Linked DNA regions of Mus musculus: region 1 is linked to region 2. The links are chromatin contacts, called in public HiChIP or PLAC-seq maps. All regions are on one chromosome and are shown on one strand. The core of a region is the stretch at or near the end of the contact, and the rest is flanking DNA. Distances in the headings are between cores, read along the strand shown. Region 1 overlaps Plxna2 (plexin A2). Region 2 holds the start of Camk1g (calcium/calmodulin-dependent protein kinase I gamma).

What was found. HiChIP or PLAC-seq counts read pairs in DNA pulled down with a chosen protein or histone mark.
Region 1: an H3K4me3 HiChIP or PLAC-seq map of forebrain shows a contact between it and region 2, with 10 times the contacts expected there. The contact joins the enhancer-like site here to the promoter of Camk1g in region 2. A contact is called at or near these places in 7 of 39 promoter capture datasets (the 3T3-L1 cell line, 3T3-L1-derived adipocytes, cranial neural crest and 4 more), 1 of 15 datasets of contacts at CTCF or cohesin (the NIH/3T3 cell line), 10 of 484 Hi-C or Micro-C datasets (the HL-1 cell line, adipose-derived mesenchymal stem cells, cardiomyocytes and 6 more) and 1 of 115 datasets of contacts at active chromatin or transcription factors (forebrain).

Annotation. Positions count from the first base shown.
Region 1 is chr1:194,735,714-194,742,313 of GRCm38.p6, reverse strand. All of the region lies in intron 4 of Plxna2 (plexin A2), which reads right to left. Among named protein-coding and RNA genes, the nearest start is that of Gm46202, 19 kb to the right of the region's middle. Within about 2 kb of position 2,118, at least 29 of the 459 cell types and tissues checked have an H3K27ac peak or open chromatin away from gene starts, as enhancers often do. A contact at or near this core is called in forebrain, where this site is marked.
Region 2 is chr1:193,366,695-193,373,581 of GRCm38.p6, reverse strand. It overlaps Camk1g (calcium/calmodulin-dependent protein kinase I gamma), which reads left to right and starts at 3,300. Exons shown (of 13, transcript NM_144817.2): 1 at 3,300-3,407.

The DNA.
Region 1 (6,600 bases), core at 869-3,368, 1.4 Mb before region 2:
ACTGTTTGAAATGTAGCTACTAGGAAAGTGGCAACCAAGCCTGAAGTTTCTGTCTGTGACCAACATTTGGTCTGTCTGCCTGTGCCACCAGGGGGATTTTGTGTAAGTCTTGGCATGGCCTGGGTCCTTCAGGATGAATATCTTTAATATATTTCAGGAGGATAGACCTGCATCCCAGAAAAGCAGAGTTTCTTAGGAGCCAGTATGAGGACAAGGTGGCAAGGTATGAATTAGAAATGTGGGCTTGAGTTTCCTTGGTAAGGCTATGGTAGACCAAAGGAGCTAGACTGCAGAAAGTCTCTGAACTCCTTAGTCTGTTTTTCACAGGTCAAAAGAATATCTTTTATAATAGGGTCTACCAAGGAGCTGTGCTCTCAATGCACAGTCCTTGAATTACAACCACTTTTAGCACCATAAGGTTAGACAACAAAGTCCAGGCCTGCTCAGTCAGACCTCCATCTTTCCAGTTGGTTTGTAGGTGTGCTGACATTTAGAAGCCTCTGGCACAGCTGACTTAAGCTTCTTTAGGACATTTTTAAATGGCAGGTCTTGGGGTCAGGATAAATAAGAACCAGACTGCCCTTAGGCTATGGGAAGAAGTAATGTTTTAAGAGCCTGGATGCAAACAAAAGAATTCTGGGGACTTCTTCAAACCCAAGGAGAAACGAGCTTCCTCCATCAGATGTTTAGCTTTATTTTAGTTTAGTTTTGGAGACAAGGTCTTTCTAGGTAGCTTAGGCAGGAAATCTCCTTCCTCCTGCCTTTGTGTGCTACCATACCTTGCTTGAGAAATTAGGTCCTTTTAAGTCTTAGTCCTTGGAATCTTCAAGTATCCAAGTTCAGACCTGAGAAGTTTGGGGCAGACCTGTGTGGAGCCCAGGAGGTAGTCTTGCACTTGCTAGAACCAGATAGAGCCAGGCCTCAGGCCTCAGGAGAATGGGCGTTTTTGTTTTTTTTGTTTTTTTTCCTAAAGTGGGTATGATATATTGTGAGCAGGGCTTTTCCAGGGCCAATTCAGAGTTTAATGGAGCACTCCTTGATTCTTTAGTCAGTGTTTGCTTATTACTTCATCTTAACTAGGCTAAAGCTCCTCCAGTGAGTACTGGGATCTCAGATTCCTGGATTGGCTTAGGAGTTCTGAGATGAATTATATGGGAAGACTCGGACAGAAGGGCATCATCTCCTGCCCCTGCATGCCTGCTGCCTCCCTGGCACCCATGAGCTACTACCTCTGACTGGGTTCCACCCTCACACTCCACATTCTTTCCTGTTTGAGCTTATGTCTTATAATTACACTTCTAATGAATATAACTGTCCTATTAAGTCATTTACTTAAGAAATAGTCCTAATTAAAGATGACTCATGCTATGTTCTTAGCTCCTGTGGCCCAGGGGGCCCTGCATTGTTGGTGCCTTCTGGAACCTTAATTAGTAGGGCTCAGTGGGGTATACATGTGGGGTCTCTTCCCCCAACTCTCTCCACTCAGTACACTGGGCTCATTAGGGATATCCTAGGATTATGATTGGCTGTGGGGATAAGTCTCTGGGGGAAGCTACTTGAATCTTCCTTGTTCCTGAAGTTCTTGAAGACCATTCCTGAGACAGGATGATTCTGGGACCCTGATAAAACTTCCATACTCACACTGGGCAGATGCCTTGCACAGTTTCTGTCTACAGAGAAATGCATAAATTTCTAGATGCAAGAATTCCCAGAAGTAATAGAGCAAGACCTCAAAGCTGACTGTCCAAAAGGACAGAACACTAGTGTTCATCTGCTACCCTGTATGAAAACCTGGAAGGAGAAAAGTGGTTTTGATACCTGTACCTTCCAGATGAACACCTGACTTGAAAGTAGAAGACTTCTGTGATATAGATCATGCCTGAGTCCCAGGTGTTCAATGAACCTTTTGGTCATCTAATTTGTGAGACAAAGGGGTGCATTCTTTACCCTGTTAGAACCCATAGTTCAGTGGGAATCAAGACTCATTCCAGTGGAGTAAAAGCTATAATGGAGGTAAAATCAAGGTATAGTAGTGGCTCAGAGGCCAGGGCAGTAGCTAACCACTTGCTGCAGGGGTAGCAGCTGGAGTACAGTATTCAGAGTCTCACAGGATTCCTTTGGGACCATGTAAATGAGAGACAGAGTAGGAGGGAAAGGATAAGGGAAAGCTGTTCCCCAGACACTGAACATCTAATCCTCTGCTTCTCTGGAATTTGCTTGCCCCCTGCCAGATGGGACACCTGTCCCTACATGTGTGCCCTGCTCCTGACACAAAGAAAGGAACACAGGCTTTCTCCATGGCTGAGAGCCAGGTGACAGGGTGGGAGGTGTCATAGACAGCCTGGCTGGAGCATGCAGTTGCCCTAGTCAACAACAGTCTGATCCCCAGGGCCAGGGGCAAAGCACACAGCAGCTGAAACTGATGGAAATGACTCCCTGGCCTCTTTCCTCCCTTTGTGCCTTTTGTAGCAGTCCTTCCCTACAGATTGTTTTTGACCCAAGTTTGTAGGATTTCAGCTGAGCCCATTTTCTTCTCTGCCAGCACTAGAGAATCATTCCCTGAGTCCTGTATAGACAAAGGCCTACTGCAAAGGGGGTTAAATTCATAGAATGATCTCAGTTTGATCTGCCCAACTCCAAGAGAGCAGATCATTGCATTTTATTATATGCTATGATCCAGGCTGGATCCAACAGAAAATTAAGGCACCAAAGAGTTGTCTTCACTGTCTGTTACACTGAGTGGGAGTGGCTTTATCCCTGAGACAAGCTGTAAAGGCTCCTGCTGTGGGATAGGAAAGATAAATTTCAGGAGAGAGGCAATGGGCCAGATCTGAAGCAGAGTAGGTCTAGGAGGTTGGAGGCCTCCTGTACCTGCAGCAGAAAGCACCTAATGGTGCTAGCTGATGGGATATGGGATGGGTCTTGTTGTCTTGGTGGGAAGGCCTCCACCAAGTCATGTCACTGTTATAACTTGTTGCAAACACTGTGGAGAGCCCAGTGAGGATTCTGCCTAGCAACAAAGGGTCTATCCTGTTTCTACACCAATGGTAGTCAAGGTCCTCACAGAGAGTAAAAGGCTGCTAGTGGCTAGGAAAGCCCACCTATAGCTCTGATTCTCTCATGTATGCTTGAGATAGCCACTCTAAGTCACACCTCTAGACCTATCTTGTACTATAGCCCCCTTGGCCTGTCATGTCTCTATCCAAAATTACATACATGTATCTTTTTTTCTGCACAGGGACAAAGCTGATTGAGTACTGGGTATCCAAAGCCACCCAGGGACAGTGTAAAGGTGTGGAGGCTCCAGTAAGATCAGGTGGCTGACAGAGTGCTGGATGGCATCACCTTGCTCTGAGCTTAGGAGTCAACACAGGATATGGAATAAAATAAAGCAGCAAGAACAATTTTCTAATAGCTGCCACTGACCTAGTAGCTCCTACATACCAGACACTTGACATGTACAATCTTATTTATTCCCTATGCTTAACCTTATATAGACATGCTTGTAGTCTTGTTTTCCCATTAGAACACAGAGTCTCAGATAAAGTAAACTGTCAGGGTCACATGATTTGTCAGTGGAAGAAACAGAGTCCAGGTCTGTCTGTTTCCCACATAAAGGCAGTGGGCAAGAGCAAGAATTAAAGGAAAGCTTCTCCTTCCAGACTGTTCCAGGTCTGACAGCCAGCACATCCTTCCCACATACCTCTCTGCTACTTTGCTGCATCTCAACAGTGTTTTAATTGGTGAATCAGAAGCCAGAGAGCACAAAATGAGATAATAAAGTAAAGAGAGAGAGACAAATCACAGAGAGAGACAGTTGGCTGCTGAGGTGTTTTATAAGCTGATGATGACCATAATGGAAGAGCCATGAGCAGATCCCAGCCATGTGAGTCTCCTGAAGAAGAGGAATGATTTTATTCCTGTCTGGCCTGTGGTTCCCAGTGTGGCTCTAGGCTTTTTTGTGATGACCATATCAAAGTGGGGTAATACTACCAGACCAGATGATCTTGGGAATTACCCGGCAGGCAGCACTCCTCTGAGTCCATACTTTCAGCAGCCATCTTTTCTACCAATCAACACCCAGTAATGTAGTCATTATTATTTATCTTCATGACTAGATCTCTACCTCTACAAAACAATAATCACATCCAGATATCCTTAAAACTTAATAAATCAAATGCCATCAAGGACCTGCCTGTCCTCTAAGTTATGAAAGTCTATGAGCATTGCCACTAAGAAAAATGAGGTACAAACTCCAGAAACCCAGAAGTACTTCTTAAGCCTGTGGCTACAGCTTCAGAAATACACAGCTTCCTGACCCTGAGCTGATCTGAGGTCATGTCCTAAGACTCCTGACTATCTGTAGATCTGAGGGTAGAGCAAGTTCAAAGAGAAAATCTATTTTTAATGACTTGGGTGAGAGGGTAGTGGCTGAGTAATTCAGAGTAATTAAAGCTATTTATCACTCTGAGAGAAGTACAAAGTTGGTTGAGATTTTCAGACACATTTCCTCTCTTTCCTATGTTTCTGCAGAGGTCCTACAGAAGTCAAGATGGAAAGAATAGGAACTAGGCCTCTAGCCACAAACAGTGTGATTCAACCTTCTAGTGAGCAAAGGCCCCCTGAGCCCTGCTCTGGTATTGCAGTCAGGTAGGCCTTGGACTCTTTAGGAACTCTCTCTAGAGCAACAGACACTGTATATGCTGGTTAAGAAGTGGTTAGAAGACAGTCCTCATTTCAAGTTCAGTTCCTGCTCATGTTACCTATAGTGCAGTAAGCTTAGACCTTTTTGAACTTTTGTTTCCTTCCACACAATGGAAGCAACCATACTATCAGTTCTTCTTTGAGAAATATGTGACATGTCTTCATAAATAATGGACTTGTGTACAGTTGGTGCTCAATCACTCAACTCATTCTCCAATAGCAATCCTCTTAGAGGGGACAGCATGCACATGGGAAGGTATCAGGAGGGCCCAGCTTTTAGTGTTGCCAGTGTCCTTGAGCATTTCCACCTGGCCTCTCTGGGCTGAGCCTGTTCATCTACCCTAAAGGAAGAGGACAATACCTGGAGAACAGTACAGCCCCTCCAACTACTGATTCCTGACAGAATCCCATCATTGTACGGGGTCTAGGGTTCTGGGCTGAAAATGCCAAATTAAGCTTAGTCTCCTATGAATGAAGGTAAAACAGATTGGATAGAAAGGCAAGGGACAAAGCAGACACCCCAGTATCTTTCAATAGCACACTGTTTTTCCAGCAGGACTCCTCAGCTGGAAACACTAGGGAGGTAGAAGTGAGGCCCTTTCTAGTTTAGAATTCTGGAGGGACCTACAGAGAATCATCAGTAATGCTGATGCTGTGTTGTCTCCATGACAACAGTGGATTTATTCAGTTAGGGAAAACAGGTGGGATAGGAAACAGGAGTTGAGAAGGATTGAGAAAAAAGGAGCTAAGAAATAATTTAAACAGATCTCCTATCTTGAAGCTGGATGCCTGAGATTAGCAATATCCTAGTTCCCTATGGAGCCAGCATCTACTCATAACCAAGGAGAGGAACCTGGTCAGTCCCATCCTTGCAATCCATACTGGATCCTTGTCAAGAACTGCCTCCAGTAAGGCTCCTAGCCATGGGGTCCAAGTCCAGCCTTATCACATTGAGCTCAGATTTATCTGTGTTGTGCTCCTGCCTAATAGACCCTGGGCTCTGGCTTTGCCCTGTACTCATGGTTCTTGACTTCTAGTGACTGAGAAAGTATGAAAAATAGGCCACAAAGCTAAGTTTGACCCCAAATCCCCTTTATAGGAGAAAATGCCCATGGCCTTTGGTATAGGAAGGTGAGGTTAGGGGTCAGACATGCCAAGGGAAGAAGTCCAAGAGGAGACTAGTCAGGGACACAGGATAAGAATGCCTTTGAAGGGACTTAACTAAATGGCAGACTTTGGTGTCTAAGATGTAAACTGAGACTGGGAATCTTTTTTAAAGGGGGGAAATTTTATCAATGCTCCTGAAATTAGCTACTTTTGACAATAGTCAAAAGTTCTGGTCTGATTTCACAATGATACAGAAGCAGAAATTCTCAACAGACACCATACTCAACTTTTCAATTTTGATCATAGCTACACTGATGTACAGAAAGCTTCTCATAGTGTTTCATAGGGAAGCAAGATGAAGTTCTCAGTTACATGTGAATGAGTATGGACAACTGGTATTTCACAATGGATTATGTTACTAGTGGTTTTAAAGAAATGTAATACACACACACACACACACACACATTAAATGTAAATATAAAGGCACACACCTTTAATCTCAGAGCTCAGGAGGTAGTGACCAAACATGTCATTCTGAGTTCAAGACCAGTCTGGTTTACAGAGCGAGTTCTAGGACAGTCAGAGACACACAGAAACTCTGTCTCAAACCCTTCTCATGCCAAAAAAATCTCATTCAAGCCCCAAAACACCCATCTGTATGTCCATAAGCTATTCAACACCTCATTTTAAGACAGCTCCATGTGAGATGAATTTTGCCCAAGTGCAAGCTTATGTGGGTGTCCTGATAACATTTAAGGTAGAATTATATAGGATCGTCTCTTCTTCCTT
Region 2 (6,887 bases), core at 2,051-4,550:
TCTCAACTCCTCTTGCACCATGCCTGCCTGGGTGCTGCCATTCTCCCTCCTGATAATGGACTGAAAGAACCTATAAGCCAGCCCCAATTAAATGTTGTCCTTTTTAGGAGTTGCTTTGTTCATGGTATCTATTCACAGCTATAAAGCCCTAAGACATGCTCCTTTTTCTATACGTTACTGTTAGCTGTGATGTTTTATCACAGCGATAGAAAAGTAAAAGTAACAGACAACCAAAGTCTTTCTATGGGTCCCAGAAACATTCCCAGAGCCAGGTACGGTGAGATGTCTGAGAAGAGGACAGAAAATCCAGGCCTAGTGTCTCATCTCTTCAAGCACTCAGTTCAAAGTGGGGAACAGAATGGGAATGGACATTTATAGGCAGGAGAAAGAGGGGGAGACAAAGAGTTTGTGAAATGGCTTATAGCTGGAAGAAATGCATTAAGGAAGGAGACTGTGGCTTTTAGATGAGGTAGTATTTCATGTATGTGATGGCTAGTCTCTAATGTCAACTTGATGAAGTCTAGGCCTCTGTGCATGCCTGTGGGGTGGGAAGACCTGCCCACTGTGGGTGGTACCATTCCCTAGTCTAAGATCCTGTATAAATGGGAGAAAGTGGGCTAATCACACACATTCATCCTTGTCTCCCTGAACTGTAGCTGGGTAGGACCAGTTGCATCAAATTTCTGCTGGTGGTGACTTTCCTGCCCTGATGCTTCTTGCTCTCAAACTGTGAGCCAAAGAAACGTTCTCTCTCAAATTGCTTTTCCTGGGTATTTTATCAGGAAAAGTAAGGTGGGTCTTTTAATATGTAACATCTCCACAGGTGGCAGGGCAGAGTATTTTCCATGTGAATAAACCAAGAAAGAAAAGCCTGAGGGTATGCAATAAGTGGTGCCAGAAGCCAATATTTGTACTGTGGCTGGAGCATTAGATGGGTGAGGAGAACATTTCATAAGAGGTGGTTCATGCTGGATCTCAGAAGGCCTCCAGCACTGGCTAAGGTGCCCAGATTCTATTCTGTAAGCAAATTCTGAGGTAAAAGCAGGGTCTTTTATTGAGAGAATTCTAAAATGAATGGAAGCTGGATTGGGAAAGTGGCTTAGTTTGTTAAAGCTACCATAACAAAATATTATAAACAGGGCGGCTTATAAACAATAGGACTGTATTTCTCAGTCCTGGAGGCTGGGGAAACACAAGAATACTCAGCACCTAGTGGAAATCTCTTTTGATTCCTAGAAAGGTCCTCACATGTGGAAGTAGCAGGGAAGCTCTCTGAACTGCCTTGAGAGAGGCACTAATCCATTCACAGGGTTATGAATTCTCCATCCTCATGACCTAATCACAACAAAGGCCCTGAACACAGTCACAGTGAGGAGTAGGTCAACACAGGAACTTGGAGAGGGGCCTAAGTGTTCAGACTGGAGTCCAGAGACTGATCCCAGCTGTCATTGCTAAGAGATGACCAGGTACTGGTCAGTAGCTTCTGTTTCCCTTCACCCATCATTGCAGGAGGCAAGGCCAGTAACTGTCCCACAGGACAGATAGGAAAAGTAAGTCAAGATTCACTTGACTAAGGCCACACATCCAGTCCATGGAAGACTTAGGAAGTCAGGCTTTTTCTCCTGCCTCCTGAAACTTCTCAGCCAGCACCTTGGGAGGGCCTGTCCTGTCTGTATCTCACAGACCAGGACAGTCTGGAATAATGTCGCAGAAGTAAATCTTATGCTAGTTAGATTTCATCAACTTGACACAAACTGGAGTTGCTTGGGAAGAAAGAATCTCAGGTGAGGAGCTGCCTCCATCAGATTGCCCTTTGGGCGTGTCTGGAGGACATTGTCTGATTGATGATAGGCACTGGGCAAGTCCAGCCCATTGAAGGTGGAGCCACCTCTGGGTTGACAGCCAAGTGGTCCTGGGATGTATAAGAAGGCAAGCTGAGCAAGCCAAGGGGAGCAAGCCAGTAAGCAGCACCCCTCCAGGTCTCACTTCAGCTCCTCTTGAAGTTCTGCCTTTACTTTCCTCAGTGATGGACTGTAATCAGAACTGTGTAATTCAAATAAGCCCTTCCTGTCCCATGATGCTTTTAGTCAAGGTGTCTATCACAGAGACAGGAAGTAGACTAGAACAAGAGACTTCAGAAGGCATAACAAGGAGATGCATACATATTCTATTTGTTGGCATCCATGAGTTTGCCAGAGGCATGCGTAAGAAGTAACAAAAGTGATCACCCCTAGACAGCAAGGCCAGGCTCAAGGGTAGAGGGATAATGCTTTTTAATACAGCTCCTGTCATGGAGCCATGAAAATGCTATTTTTCCAACACTTCGGGGTGACACAAAATAGAAGGCTAACTAGGAAGAACATACGAACGTGTCTAAGGGCTAACAGGATCTGGGGACAGCACAAACAAGAAGAGTTCCTGGGAAGTTGATAGATACTGACCTTCAGGAGGAAAATTCCAGGAGAAAAGTGAGGTTGGAGGTAGCTAGAATATGGCCACATTCAGGTGAGCGTTCCTCATGAAGGTGGTTATGGGAGCGTGGGTGGGCAGCACTGAGAGACTAGAGAAGGAGAAAACAAGATCCAGAAGTCAGAGGCCCGAGGAACCTGAAGAGGGAAAAGAAGACTAGCCAAGGGGCAAGGCAGAGAGATGAAGATGAAGTTCCAGAGGGAACAGGGCATTTCTAGAGGTCTAGTGGTCTCCTGCAGTCTCCCGAGTTATGACTGGGGACAGAATGGGGTTGGGGGCCCAGAGGAGAGGAGAGGAGAGGCATCAGAGATTAGGCTAGAACCTGCCAAACCAGGGGCTTCTCTCCCTCCTCCTTCGGAGACAAAATAATAGGCTCACTGCTCAGCGAGGATGACCACTTCTCAGCAGATACAGATCCGTTCCAGGGCTGGGGGAAGGGGCTTTTAGACCACCTAACCCAGCAACTGCTGTGTAAAGTGGAAACTGAGTCAGGCAGTCCCAGACAGCTTCTCTGCTTTTTTTCTGTTTACACTTCAGGGGGAAATCCACAACTTAATCTCACGTTGTTTTCTGTTATTCACACATCAATGCAGACAACATTTAACACAGCTGTGCCCTCAAACACACAGTGTGTAAACAGCTACTCGGGCATTAAAGGGTTCTTTCTGAGCTTGGCTTTTTTTTTTTTTTTTAATTCCCTAGGAGGGAGGGAGGAAGAGCAGAGCCCAGAAAAGCAAGGAGAGATACAAACCACTCTAGCTACTTTTACTCCCCTTTAAGGCTGCCTGGTTACAGTCCTGGGAAAGAAAACCCCTGTATTCCTCCCCTTTAATTGGGTTTATTGTTAAAGCACTGGGGCAGCTAATCCTCACAGACCTGTAGGAGCAGGCTTGCTGGCCAAGATCACAGACTGGAGCACCTTTCTTGTGAGCCCCTGGGTAAGACAGCCTGTTTCTTCTCTGGTCTCTGGGGAGGTTATCTTGTTGGCACGGAGAGGGAGAGGGTTTGAAGACTCACTTCCTTTCAGCCCCTGTCAGTCTCTCCTGGCTCTTGTAGTCTCAAGGGTAAGTTGTAATGGAAAGAGAAGCTGTATGAGGCCCTAGTAGGTGCTTCCTGGGGGGGATATCTGATCATTCCTCCTGGGCTGGACCAGGAGAACCTTCTGTACTTACGGGCAGAGACAGAAATAGGAGAGCATTGTGCCCAGTGAGCTCGGGTATGGCTGGGGATGGGAGGGGGTAACAGGACCTATAGCTCCTTAGCACCCCTCTTCTAGCTCACCCTTCATTCCTTTACCTCTGGGACCTAACTCGTCTATCAAAGGAGATGGCTTACCCCACCCACACTAGCATCTTTGGTGGGGATGGATAGCTTGTGGATACAAAGGCCATGGTAAATAGCCTGTGGCTGCTCTTTTGGGGGGGCAGATGGCCTCAGGCCTTGCAGCAGGGTCTCGGAGACAGGGTTCAGCTTCCCACCCCAGGTCCAAGGCTGCTGCATAAAGATGCAGGACACAGACATAAGCTAAAGCTTTCAGTCATAGCTGGTCCCTTCACCTTCCCCAGGGGCTCATCTGTTCCTGGAGTCTAAACTTGCCCAGTGTTGCTCTGTGGGGTATTCAGAGTAGGTTCGGATTCACCACCCACGCTAGCCCCTCTCTCCACGTAAGTTTGACGCACAGCTTTAACCCTGAGACTAGAGGAGGTGGTTGCAGGGCCAGCTGCAGTGTGAGCCTGGCCAGCCTCCTGCTCTGGAAACAGAAAATTGATCAAGAGGAAAAATCTCTGAGCTGGGTCAAGAGGGTCAAGCGGGTTCTGTCTCGGTTAAGGAATCTTTCCAGGTCACAGAGCACGGTTGGGCTGGGACCATCATTCCTGTGGACCTGAGCTAAGCCAGTGCCAAGGATGAGAACCAGAGTACAAAGTGCTTAGTAATAGCTGATACTGCCACGCTTTGCAGCTGGCAATGGGCTTTTAATCCATCCAGTGATGTGCTAGATGGTCCCCTGCAACCCATTTAGTATATAGCTCAGAGAAGTAAGGTGACTGATATAGCTATAAAGCCAGCATCCCTTGTGTCCTGGCAGCATTTGAACACCAGTCTTTTCCATGTTGCTGTGATGTGTGTGTGTGTGTGTGTGTGTGTGTGTGTGTGTAAAAGAGCCCTGTTTAAAGATGACGGAAACTTTGGGAAAAACCTGAAGGCTGAGGAGGCAAAGGTTTAAGATGGATCCAGGAGCAGCTCAGGTAAGAGACACTGCTCCCCAGCTTCAACAACGAGGATTTGAACACTGCAGGAGACTCAGCCTTTGTCAGATCATTGAAGCCATGTGTCTCCCAGGAATAAGTCAGGTGCTATGCAGCATGACAGTGTCAGAAAGAGGAAGGATAAGATGAGCACCATGCCATGGGCCACCTCCAGAAGAGGCAACAGGTCCTGTGGTACAGTGACAAGGACACTGGAAGCCTTAGAACGGCCACGTACTATCTGTTTGACTCAGGGCATCTCCCCCTGAACATTGTTATCCATCAGTATCTCAGCTATAAAATGGTGTGAGGTGGATCCACAGCAGGGATCATGCCTGCAAAGTGCCTAGTACCACCCTGCCCAGGGGCTCAGTCCTTGCCTAAATAGTCCCCAAGGCCTGGGAGCAATTCTGGTTGAAGGGAACAAAAAGCCTTCTTCTCCAAAAGGAGGGCTCTTCTCTGTTCCCTCTCCCCCATACACATGCACACCCAGCCAGAAATAAACTGCCACACGGAGTGCGTGCGAGTGACGGCGCCCAGCCGCAGCAGCCTGCCAGCGCCAGGGAGTGAATGAGCTGAGGCATGAATGAGAGGAGGAGCAATGGAGTCTGAGGAAAGGCTGTGGCTGCTGCTACAACTGCAGGCACGCCGCCATGCCATGGTCCGCAGGCAGCAAGGGGGGCTGGGGCAAAGCAGCTGCCAGCCAGAAAATAGCAATGGGGGCAGGACTGCACAGCCTGTCCCTGAGTGTCAGAGCTATGTCCCCAGACAGAAGGTTTGTAACTCCAAGCATCTTGATGCAATATCCTGGGTCCCCCCTGTCTGTACTCTGCATTTCTCCAATATGGTCCTTGTTGGCCCCTCTGAAAGCCCCAGCCAAGGTGATGAAATTCAATGGGAATGAGTCCCAGGCCTGCACAGAGGAGTCACCTCATGCATGAGTGCTAGGTATCATAGCCATCAATGTGTGACACACACAGACACACAAGTGATGGCCATTAACTCCTCAGAATGGACAGCAATATGTGACATGTGGAGAAACCTACTCAGGCTGGTTTTCCTCCCTGTTGAAAGATGCCTGGTTTCTCAGCTGAAGACCATGTGAATTATGGAGTTTGCACTTGGGGCTGGGCTATCAGAAAGTGGTCTGTCTTCTAGTCCTTCAGAACTACAGGGAGATGTAGCTCACATTATAAGGGCCCTGGGAGAGCAGTGATGGGGCGGAGGAAGCAGCTTCACATCTCCTGCAATGCCATCCCTATGGGGATGTCCCCAGTGGATAAACCATCACCTGCTGCCCCCGCTCTTCTCTCATGCTTAGTGTTTGACTCGGGTACCATGCTGTAGGTATGCCAGCTGGTGCTGGAGCAGATGCACATGCCCTTTGATGCATTTGATCTCGTGGGAGTACAGTGTAGTAGAATGATGATAGGTGTTCCCATTCTGCAGATGATGTAAACTGAGGAGGCCAGTGTGCTTTTGACTAATGCTGTCACCTGTGTGCCAACCTCTCAGCCACCAGAGCAAGCCACGGAGAGTGCTCTTGCTTCTGCCTGAGACATGCGCACTCAGCCTTAAGCTGACTTGTCGAGCAGTAGGGTGATTTGGTTGAGTTTACAGGTGGAAATTACATGTGAATTTTCATCCAAAATAAACTCCAGGCCAACTGAAACTCTCCAGTTATTTTGTGAACAGAAATGTACATGCAGAGCTGGTAACAAAGGCTAAGAATGAACGGAGTGGGCTTGGGTGTTCCTCCCCAGGAGTTTCTGGGATCCTGATGGCTGATGAGCCACTGGTTTGCAGCCTATGAGCTGGACACAGTTTATGCCAGGTGTGCAGATGTCACCCGTGCCTGTGACACCACAAGAAGGGTAGAGCTGTGATGGATGACAGTGAACTCTGGGAATTTCATGTACTCCTCAAAAAGACAATGTAAAAACTGGTATTGGAGAAGACCTTGCCTGCATGATCCTGTGCGTGCTCTGAGCAGACCCAGGTCCATTCTGCTGCTGTTGGGTAATAAGAAATTACTTCATCAAGGAAATGTGAGTACTGGCAGGGTAGACTGCAGTAAGCACATGTCTGTAGTAGTCTTCAGAGCCTTTCAGGAGCTGATGTGGACCAGGACTCTGCGTACAACATCAGTGCAGAAAAACTATTCACGGAGAG